Linked DNA regions of Anser cygnoides: region 1 is linked to region 2. The links are chromatin contacts, called in public Hi-C maps. All regions are on one chromosome and are shown on one strand. The core of a region is the stretch at or near the end of the contact, and the rest is flanking DNA. Distances in the headings are between cores, read along the strand shown.

What was found. A called contact is a pair of places that touch in the nucleus more often than the background predicts.
Region 1: a contact with region 2 is called in a Hi-C map of liver, with 2.4 times the contacts expected there. The contact joins two enhancer-like sites. A contact is called at or near these places in 4 of 7 Hi-C or Micro-C datasets (fetal liver, granulosa cells and liver).

Annotation. Positions count from the first base shown.
Region 1 is chr9:26,145,962-26,151,708 of Taihu_goose_T2T_genome, forward strand. It overlaps LOC106043562 (a long non-coding RNA gene), which reads right to left. Exons shown (of 8, transcript XR_010833684.1): 7 at 2,890-3,011; 8 at 1,128-1,381. Among named protein-coding and RNA genes, the nearest start is that of ARHGEF26, 20 kb to the left of the region's middle. Within about 2 kb of position 2,145, at least 1 of the 3 cell types and tissues checked has open chromatin away from gene starts, as enhancers often do.
Region 2 is chr9:26,083,077-26,088,791 of Taihu_goose_T2T_genome, forward strand. ARHGEF26 (Rho guanine nucleotide exchange factor 26) reads right to left here. Exons shown (of 14, transcript XM_013193056.3): 11 at 4,423-4,632. Among named protein-coding and RNA genes, the nearest start is that of DHX36, 27 kb to the left of the region's middle. Within about 2 kb of position 1,420, at least 1 of the 3 cell types and tissues checked has open chromatin away from gene starts, as enhancers often do.

The sequences.
Region 1 (5,747 bases), core at 895-3,394, 64 kb after region 2:
TCCTTCAGCAACATTCAGTCTGAGGTTCTGGGACTTTTCAGCTTGCTCCGCTCACTATGACTGCTGCGAAGAGCAGCCAGCCTCAGCAGAGTGCTTTAGACACAAGCCCTGTTAAGCGACAGGTACACTTACAGCTTAGGGTGCCTTTAATACAAGAATGGAAGGAGCAAACAAATGATGGACAGTTTACATGAATCTCTGGAGAACAGTACTCTGAGATTTACATGTCAGACTCCACTTAAGGCGTAATTCCTTTGGTAGTCACTGCAATCCTTCGAGCTGTGATGAACACATCTGGTATTAATAAGAACCATAATGTAATTAAATAGGAGTCCCACTGCTGTCAACTGCAGCTCATGAAAGTAACCAAAAATAGTTATTTATAAGAACACTAGGTCATAAAGAGAGCATTTGAGAATCTGTAACAGAGAAATCTGCACAGTCGGTCACTACAGGCATCTCTGTTCCCGCGAGGATGAGCACGCAGCTGTGTAAAAGGCAGCGTGCGTTAGCTAGGAAGGGAGCCAGTGTGGGACTGCTAGCCACCAGGCTACTCCTGCTCTGGCACCGATGTCTGTGAATTAAATCTTTCTGCCCACACAGAAACCATGTGTGCAGAATGGAGTTTGTGCTGTTAAATATATACAGACAGCCCACACATGTATATTATATGTATGTATACAAATATGTATACAGACATCCTTACCCAGGAAATTTGATGAGGGTAACATTACTGCAAAAGAGTTTATAGGTATCAAATCGAGTGAAAGAAATAATAGTGTATGAGTTATGTGATCAGCCATATATCACAAGTGATCAATATTATAAAATTGCTATGCAAAAAAAAACAAAGGCAGAAAGATCTAAATTTAAATACGAAAATAAATCAAGATCCTAAACTTGTTCAGCTTAGTGGAAAGACTTACAGCTTCTCATTGACTTAAGCAATTTCTGAGTCTGGCACATAAGGTTATTCCAATTATGCAAACACTATCCAGAAGTCAAGGCTGACTTATTACATGCAGAAAGAAGGGGTTATATTTGCAAAGAACATTCATTAATGAATATCCATATGGCATGTTTATACAAATGTATAAATGGGTTATAAAGAACACAGTATTCTAGTCTAAGGATGAAAAGACAGTTTTATTCTCTATTTGTATATTTTGTTATGTGATTATTACATTAGTTATAATGAGCAACATAAGCTATGGAATTACTGCCTTAATACTACAGGTTAAGAACCAAGAAAACTTTTGTCCAGATACTAGGTCAGATACAAACTTCTCATGAAGACTGGAGCAATGCATGTGCAGGCCAGCAAGTTCTTCTGCAAGCATGTACGTATTTCTAGATCCACATTCTTCGTCTCTTTCTGTGCCTGCTTCCCACAGAGATCAAAACAGAGTATGAGAAAGTGATTGTGACCATTTAATGTTAACACGTGCAAGTTTGTTTTATATGTGATTGACATACACACTGTTCGTTATACAAAAAAGCAGGCAAAGTAGCCATTTGGTACTAAATGGAACCACAAAACCAGCAACAGAATTTCAAAAGAGCAAGCAACTTTGAGGAAGCCTTAGAAATAAGTCTGTAAGAGAAGCTGGTTTATATACAACCACATTTAAGAATTTTTTTCTCCCCTGCAAATTAGCTAGCTTTTCTTATTCAATTTTGCACAATTGTATGTGGGAAACACCCTTTACAGCAAATAGGAAGAACAACTTAAAACTGCCAGGATAACGCTTCCTGTCAACTGTTGCCTTCCCTCAGTTTGTCACCAAATGGAATTTTTAGCATCTATCAATCTTTGGAGCATATTAAAACTTGGCATGCTGGGTTACCCACAGATCTTGCTGTTCAGAGCGGCAGCCGAGAGACCCTCACGTGTTGAATACAACCCCAGGAGCACACGGCGCCTGCCCTCTGTGCTGCCCGTCTGAGCTCAGCGTGCTCCACCTCAGGCTGCAGAACAGTCTGATTTGCCTTGTGCCTGGAGAGAGTTCAACTCAGGGCCAGAGGAGAAATCGTTTTAAATATTAAAAGGGAGAGGAAATAAAAAAAGGAAAAAATTCTCAAGAGGGCAGATCCTAGAAATCCTGAAGTGTGAAGTCTGAGACTCGGCAGGCAGCCAAGAACCACAGTGCGTGGAGGAGATGACACGGGGCTTGCAAGGAATTGGCAGGCAGTCGTGATGGGAGATGCCAACACACAAAGTGAGTGAATTGAGTCAGAACTCATAAAAGGAGATGTAAGAAAGAAAACCCAGCTCAAGGGGAGAATGAGAAATAGGAGACATGATCCAGGACTTGCAGCTTAAAAAACATCGGACAAAAATAACTGAAAAACCTAATTCACCAGATTCAGTCTGGTATATGGCAGAGAAAGGCAACAAAGAGATGGGGCACAAAGAAAAGCACTTACACAGAACTCAGATAAAGCAAGAGTCCAGAGACAGCAGCTGAATCAAAGTCCTGAATTCTTTCTGGGCAGGGCACTTTGCAAACTGCAGGTTTCTATTATTGCTTCTCTCTCTTTATCTTCAGCCTTTGCTTATGCAAAAAGCAAGTCAAGGCTGCAGGCTCTGACTGGAGGTGTTGCAAGGGAGGAGACAGATTTAACAAGAATGCATTCCTTTTATAAAATTCTGTTGGCTTCATTGGAGACTTCAGACAAACATGCAAGTTTAGACTTCACATTAAAGCTCTGTTGCACATGACTCTTCCAGCTAGCCACAGCTTTATTTCTGTCTCTACCTGCTTGCCCTGAGATTAAGAAATAAAGACTGCCTGCCTAGAAAAAGCAGAGTTCTTGTTTCAAGAGAGTTTTACATATAAAAAACCTGTGCCATTTGTTTTGTAATCTACCAGCATCTTCAGCTCTTACCTCTGGCTGCAGCACCAACATGCTATCGGTGTTTGTGGGGCGTGCACTTCACCTGACATCTGAGCAGCTCCTAGTGAGGTCACCTTCCTTCCTTCAGGCTCCGACCTTTGATCCTCTGCAATCTGACATCATTAGACAAGGATAGCATGCCGAGTCTTTGCCTCACGCAATTTCTTTATTATTTCTGCTTACTTAGTTTGATTTACCACAACTAATATAGGCAGTGTGACTCCCAGATCTAGGCTGTACAATGCATGGATGCATATGCACATACACAACAAACACCAATACACAAGTCAATTATAATACCAATAATTTCACTAACTGCTCCCTTCACACTCATTTTCCCTTTTGATAAAAAGTTTTTTTTGTTTGTTTGTTTTTTTACCATCAATATCATAAAAAAAAAACCATTCTTGAATTCTTTGAAACATTCTCTAAGAGCAAACAGAGCAGATAATGATGAGTGGGTGGGTGTGCAGCAGGAGGGTGGGCTGCCTCTGGGTTTCGGAAATCTCTTATCTCAATGAGCACACACCTGAGTGTGACAGAACAAGAAAAGCAAGACCACGTAGGTGGGTGTCAGGCTGCTAAACTCTAGAGGCCAGAGATAACACCTCCCCCAGTGTCAGGAGGCAGCTGGATGCCTGCCTGCCGCTGCGCCCACCCCACGCCCACCCTGCAAACCACCAGCTCTGGGCCAGCCCACCTTATGTGGTGATGGGGTTTTAAAATTATGAAAAAGCCCCTTGGGTTCCCCATCCTCGCTGGGCCATCCGTGCTATTGCCCCTGTCCCCACCAGGCTCACCTCGAGAACTGGGTGCCGCCGGGCCCAGCGGAGCAGCGCACACGGCAGCCCGCGGGAAGGCCTGAAGCGGGGCTGCTGCAGGCCCCGAGCTGTGCAGACGGCGATCCCAACAAAACCTTCCCCTTTCTGCGGGTAAGAGCCACCTCCAGGAGCACCACAGGACCCACAAGAACCCAGAGTGATGCAAAGTCTGCTCCCACACGGCTTCCAGCACAAAGAGAGCTTCCACTTGGGAGCCCAAGGCAGGTTTTGGACCTCCAGCACTGAGTACGTCCAAGGGGAGGCGTCAGATACAGCCACAGCCTGAGAAGTGGCAAGCCATCAGGGAGTTGTATTGGTTTTGGTGAAAATTAAATAAAGGCAGCTAATCTCTTAGGAGAAAGCTAACGGCAGAGTACGGCCTCACATGTTTATCCAGGGTCTCTGGAGAAGTACTTGGAGCATTTGCCATGTAGAAAGGCAAGCCAACCATCTATTTTTAAACGCACTTGATTCAACACATATGGGGCTGAATTCTTTTAGAAGTAATGTCCTTCTGATGTAGTTATTGAAATTGCCACTAGACAGGGCTGTTTATCTTATTTTTAACCTCAGAAAAATTTATGAGCCCAGTGATGTGCTAGAAGGCCAAGAGGAGTTTGTGCTACAGACTCCTCCACGAAAAGGGCACATGGCTCTGCAGCTCGCAGCACTGGCGCCAGGCTGCAGTTTTTGCATTACGCTATTTATAAGCTCCTCGCTGGAGCCGAGGGGCTGCATCTGCAACGCATAAATTCTCTAGTCAATCACCAAGAGCTAGTGATAAAGAGATGACAGATGAAAAAAAAATCCAGTTCTTCCTCCGTTAAACTACAGTGTGTGTCTGTGGGATGTGAAAATAAGCAAAACATCTGGAGATCTACGCACACTGTGACAAGGCACTGATTGTGCAGCTTACTTACAAACACGTTTTGCCAGGAGAATTTTGGAAAGGTGCCACCAACTGTACCTCTGGGAAATAGAAAGGTTTCAGTTCCAGGTAGGTGACACACGGTCAGGAAGTCGCCACGTGAGTGCCAGCACACCGGACTCAGGGGTTAGGACAATGCAAACTTCTTAAAATATTGTACTGTGGTTTGACCACTAGGTAATGACATGTCTCATTGCATGTGCCTTGGTATCCCTTTGCTCTGATGCCCATCCAAAGCAGCGGTTCCAGCCATCAAGTAATGCAGAAATGGGGTTAAATGCCAGTTGGCATCCGTGGAGCTATGCCAGTTTGTATCATCCAATTATCCAGCCTTTTGTGATAAACTCAGGGTAAAACACATTGTCTTTAAATAGAAGCAAGCACTCATTTTGAGATGAAGCAGACAGAGACCAGCATTTTCCGAGGGCTCACGCCCTGATTTACATTGCAGGCAACCCAGAGCAGGAACTTCTGGAATTTCTGCAGCTGTAGCTACAGCACTGATTTCACATTGTGATTGCAGCTCAAACAGCTGTGAGCCACAGCCAGCGCTCTTGTAGGGTCCATGTAGAGAATAAGAGAGGTTGGTCTAAGTGTTATCCAAAGTTTTAATTCACTTCCCTGCTGGTATGGGACACAGGTTATACGGTTCCATTTTAGTGTCAGGCACAGTAAGTGTTTGGGCAGACACCGGCTGCTAGGCCAGGGACTCTCTCTAAGGTCCTGTGAAGGCTACAACAGGACTTAGAGTGCCTACATGCTGCACCGCAGGTAATGCATTTGTTGCTTCAGAACACACCCAAAGAGCCTTTGGCTCTTTCTCCTCCCTCGCTCAGCTGCATCTCACTTCCACATGCGTGACCCTAGGCCGGCAGTGCAAACAGCCAGCCCCGCCGTGTGGGAGCAGGCCCGGGTGGCCGAGCTCCAGCAGCACCCAGTGTACACACACCCCTTGCTGGAAGCATGGCGGTGCCAAGCTACCAGCCTGCCTCAGGGCTCCTCGCCCACCCTGCACGAAGGAGGTGCCACGTACACCAGGTTTGGCACTGCCCTGTGGCCCCAGAGGCACACCTGAGGCCCGAGGCCGAGCCGTGCCAGTC
Region 2 (5,715 bases), core at 170-2,669:
GTTTTTAACTAAAAATAGTATCATCTGTCTTCTGCATTTGTCTATTTTTTTGAAACTCTGAAACCAGTGCTAAACTTGTGTTTCAACCACAGTAAGAAAACATATAGAATTTTGCACAAGCTTAATTTTGTTCTTATTTTTAGAAACATGTTATTTACAGATTCGTATTTTCCCTTAACCAGTCTTGATAAGAAAATTACATTTCCTTTCAGGCAACTCTGAAAAAATGGGATAATGCCAGACTGGCTTCCTGTCTAAATACACGTTTCTTCATAAATCCATGTACACCATATATTTTGTGAAAACAAAACAAATTTGCTCCCACTGAAGTCACCTTCTCCCAGCAGGCACTGTTAGAGCATATGAAAAATCCCGTCCAGAAACCACTGCTTTCAGCCAGACTAGGAAAGCCTTTATGTATGTCCCTCTGCAACTTTCCATGTATTTTTCAAGAGAATCGATGTTACTTGTGTAAACAGACAGAGTGGGAAACAAATACAAAAAGATGCCAGCACCAGTGGATAATCTAATGCTAAATGACCGTGTCATTTAACCCTCCGCCTCCAGCAGCAGGCACAATTACAGCTGTCCCGGAGCGAGGACAGTGGGAACAGGCCTCTGCTGCGCTGGAAATCGGAGTCAACGCAAACATTTCGCTTCCACCTGTGCATCGCCCCGTTCAGCGAGTGCTCTGAAGTGTCCAGCTGCCTCCTCCTGCCGCTGCCCTCCCCATCGCGCTCGCCTAAAGTTACAAGAAATCTGGGATTTTCTGTACCCTGAGCGCACAACACACGGTAACGCTCTATAAAAAGAGTTTTCACATCAAGGAGGTATTGTCAGAGATTCTTTCCCTTGAAAGACAATCTGCTGGACTGCTATTTATATTACAAACCTTATATAGGCAAGCAGTAATCTTTTGTAGAACAAAATGTCTTTTTATAAAAAGCCCAGACAACTAAAAATGCGCTTCATTTTTTTCCCAATAAAAACGCATTTCCAAGCAAGTCTGAATCATCTGCTTACTTTATAGTAAGATCTTTAATAGGGATCATTAACGATCTATAGTTTCTTTCAGAGTTATTCTAAACTTTGAAAGCAAACCTAAAACCGTAAGTTTTTCCAGGCTGGGATGCGTCTGGAGCGTTCTGTTTCATGTCCTCTGTCCCGCCCCCAGCCCCCGCGGAACAGATCCCATCTTTCACTTCTGTGAAGGGCTGTGTGCAAGTTAATGGCACCACAGAGCAGCGATGGCCTCTCCGAGACTCGCACCCCAAAGAACAAGACGCCGCTTGTTGCCCTTTTCTAAAGCGGAGCACTCCAGCACTGCCCCAGGAGAACAAGGACCACCTCTATCCGGCACAGCTCCCCAGCTTCCCCGCGGCCATGCCAAACTCCTCCTCCATCCCATCCTGCAGTTTCCGCTCCCGCACCGTCCGACCGCTGTGGTACAGGGCTCACAAAGCTGCCCCGGGACAGCACCGTTCAGCATTGGACCCAACGCACTCAGTTCAGCGTTTGCTGTGCCGCGGGATCCCCTGTGCCCATGTCCCCCAGCTAATCCTGCACCCTACGCACGGAGTGCTTGTTAGAAATGCCCTGCTGCTAAAATAACTAGCAGGACAAGGTACTTCAAAGCAGCAAGGAAGAAACCAGTGCAGAAAAAATACCAGAGCAATCCTTGATGAATCTCTGCAGTCCGATTATCCCAGGTCGTCTTGTCAAGATAAATGCTAAGAGAATCTCCCTAACTACACCGTAAAGGCAACATTTGCCTCGTGCTACGCTGCGTTACGCGTAGGTTCACCTGCAGTTATCCCGCGTGCCCGGGATGAGATGGGAGCACTGTTACACAGCCAAAGCTGCCTGCAACTTCTGCCAGGAATGCAAAAACCTGCAGTTCTTAGTGACGAGCACTGGTCTGGGAGGTCGGTAATGGTCTGAACCACCGGTAAGACAGCTACATACCTAAGCGCACTACAGAATGCAGGTGTACGGACTGCTTGCAGCTACAGGACACTCGTTGCTCTCCAGTTTACTTTAGGCACTTACCCCCTGGCCCCATTGATTATTTGAGAGAAGTTCTCTGCTAACAGGCAAGCGAGGCAGAAAACCCACATCTCAACTTCCAGCTCTCAGAAGAAAATATTAGAGAAGTATTTGACCTAACACGTACTTACGCTACAGCAACCAGCAGCGATAATTCAGCGCCATTTGTAGTTCAAGTGGAAGCAGAGCCACGGAGCATCCCGAGTTGGAAGGGACCCACAGGGGTCACCGAGTCCAGCTCCTGGTCCACACAGGATCACCCAAAGCCCCAACCACACGTCTCAGAGCGTTGCTGTATTTGTAGTATTTGGGTAACTAACCTTCATTGTCCACAGTCGTCTTTGGGCTCTCAACAATGATCCAGAGACTTAGAGAGGCTCAAATGAAACTGATCCAGAAACTGAGCACTTCACAATTTAAACTCGGAGTGTATGCAGGCAACGGAGGTCAGAAACGTTACGCAGAGAAGTTGAGGTATGCCATACAAAAGTCACGTAGCTACAGAGGCATTGTGATGCTTAATAAAGACAGCACCTTAACACCAAGAGTGCCCAAGACCCAGTGCTGTACCAGGCAGGGGGCAGCCAGAGACCCTCCACAAGCTCCAAAGACAGCAGGGCCCTGAGGGGCTGTGCCTGGGAGCCTCTGAGCCTCGCACAGGAAAAATGCATCCAGGGCAAGGTGAAAGGTTAATGGCAGCTACGTTGCTTACTCTGTTTTTAAAGTAATTTTAAACTGCATTACCCGCCACTAAAGCCTGAGGTCATCCTACTGTAAGAAGCAAATAGAACAATAATTAACTTTCACTAGATTTGGCTTAATTAGAATGAGCTAATTATCTTGATGCTAAGTGAGGACTGCAAATGAAAGCAGTGACAGCTTATAGTCTGCCCTTTGCTGGAATCAAAATGGTTGCATTTTAAGCTCAGTTTGGAAAACACCACCTTTATTTTTGCACATACAAGCTTCTCCCCACGCTCCCCCCTCCAATCCCCCGTAAATCCCTGTCCTGCAGTCCTGGCATGTTTGCCTCACCAATAACAACCAGAAGGGATTCAGAAATCCAGCATTATTATTATCTTCAGCCTGGATTACCCTTCAGATACTCTGCTGTCTTCAGCAACATTACACTGACTTACAGTCTTTCCCTCTGATGAAAACCCCCTCCAACTAAAATGCAACAAAAAGTCCTCACTGTTTAGGAATGGTCATGTCAGTTCTCCTTTTTTTTTTTTTTTTTTTTTCAAAAATAAGAAGTCTTAAACCTAAGATTTTTGGTTCCTGTTTATGAGAAACATTTTTATGCAAAGCTATCACAGATAATCTTTCAACACCTTGAAGCAATGCATGACTGTAGCTCACTGTGCCTTGCACCAACACGGACTCCCTCTGCATTATCTCAATGTATTTTTTTAGTTCCTTTTTTTGTTCCTTACTGCCACCAGCTTTGTACTTAGCCATTTGGCTGCAGGTTTGGAAGAGGCAGCAAAATGTTTGCAGAAAGTCAGATGTGGCTTTGTGATGAGAACTCTATTTCAGACCACACCGAACTACATACAAGTGAAGCTTTGTCATTTCTCCTTTCTATTCTACCCTCTAATGGGCTCTCAATTTACTTATCACTAATGGTATTAAAGTAACTCACTGCAAAGCACAGCCACGCCATTACTCACTGCCTAGGGAACTGGCAGTCTCTGAGGCAGAGGCACAGTTAATTCTTGGTCTGAAGACCTAAAACAACAGCACCTAGCAACAGATACTTCAGTTTACATAATTTTAGCATGTGTACTCAATTTGCTATTATCCCTACAACATGACATCAAAAAAAGAGAATGACAGTAACATGACATGGATTTAAAACCACTGAGCCTGCTCATGACAAGATTATCCATGAGAAAACGAACCAGGTTTGGAGAGGCTCTATTTTATTCCAGTAAATATTTATTCCTCTATCTAGGATCTTATACAAGCTGCACATTCTCCTTCTCCGCCAACCATTAAAAAACAGAAAGGCTTGTCACCGTTACCTTGCCTAGCTTTGGAAGTGCACACTTAATGGAATAAAAACAGTGCAAATCACAACAGTCAGCAGGTGGAACAACAAACTCTCCAGCGCTGCTGAACAGGACACCAGTGTGGCCCGTGACAAATACAGGGTCATTTCTGATGTAACCCTTCCCTGGTCACTGCTGATCAGATATCATACAGACTGCCTGCTTGTGAACTCTACTGTACTGTTTTGTTTCATCTTGTTTTAAGCTTTGCAAACAAAGAGAAGCTGGGCATTTCATACTGCCATGCTTGGGAGCTGGGAGAGCAACAACAACCTGAGACGATCAGGTGGAAAAATTACAGAAGTTATAACTATTTACTTACGGAGTGTCTGTTCCCAAGAGCATCTCCACCTTCTCTCCTGCGTGGTTACTGAGGACTGCCAATCTGAAGGGGTACACCGTAGCGCTCTGCCGGGAGTACAGCATAGCTGAAGTGTTCTTTACAGGAGAAGAAGTCAGGTCCTCACTGTCACACTGCTGTACCACGAGCTGATCCCTTAAAGAATAATCTGTGACATTGTAGCTCTCTTCACTGTAAAACAAAGAAAGGAAAAAAAACCCACATAAGTATAATGCTTAGTTTTCCATCAGGTGTGTGATTTCCCCTTCCTTGTTTGTTTTTAAGAAGTCAGTTCTGTTTTTAAACAACTTTTATACAGCAATTGCTGCCTAGCCAAGGACAGAACTAGCAAAACCAGCTAGGGATGCTGCTGTAGTCACTGGGGACCTTGAACCTAAAAAGAAAGAAATGTAGTCCATACATTTGCATAGTAAATAATGAATGCATTCCTAACTAATTAATCGACTGAGATAAACCTCTACAAATTCTTCTTATCTCCATTCAACAGAACAGCCTGCTTTGAACTATTAAGGAGTCTTTATCTTTCTAGCCCCTGTGCTCTCCGGGAGGCCCACAGACTTCTGACCAGCAGCAGCACACGGGTACAGCTGGCTGAGGGCTGGAGGCACCGCAGCCGTTTAAAACATTATTTAAAATTACAGCAATCAGCTAACGCAGACATGCCAACGTGCACCTTCAGTTTATGGCTGAACTTTTTGCCAAACTTCTATTTAGACTCACAACACAGAACAACAGGACTATTTTATGTCCCCCCGCAAGGAAGGCCTGCACATTTTGGAGGCACTTTTATGAAGACCAGACATCTGCTCTAGGCCACCTATTCTTTAACAGAAAGCATGTGGTGATTCTCCCTATTTCCTTTATCACATGTAAAAATAATAAAAAAATAAAAGGTAGTAAACGTCCTTTATAAATCTTCAGCAATTTTTAATCACTTTTTTAGCATGATTACTTTAGTTACAAAATCATTCCTGGCATCTTGGCTAAAAGAGCATGTTTTTTCAAGCAGCTGTGAACAGGTAACATTCCCAAGCAGTATTTAACCTTTGGGTGATTTCCCGTGTATGAAGTCCAGCTGCATTCCAGTGTCAAGGCAATCTCAGGAGCTGACAAGCCACAGAGCCGTGAAAACAGATGGGGTTCTAGTGGTGTCCTTAGGGGATATTACGGGAAAGAAGAATACTCAATAAATGTATCCTCACACAAAAATACACGTCTCTTTGCAATTCATCTGAGATCTTCTAAAAGCACTCA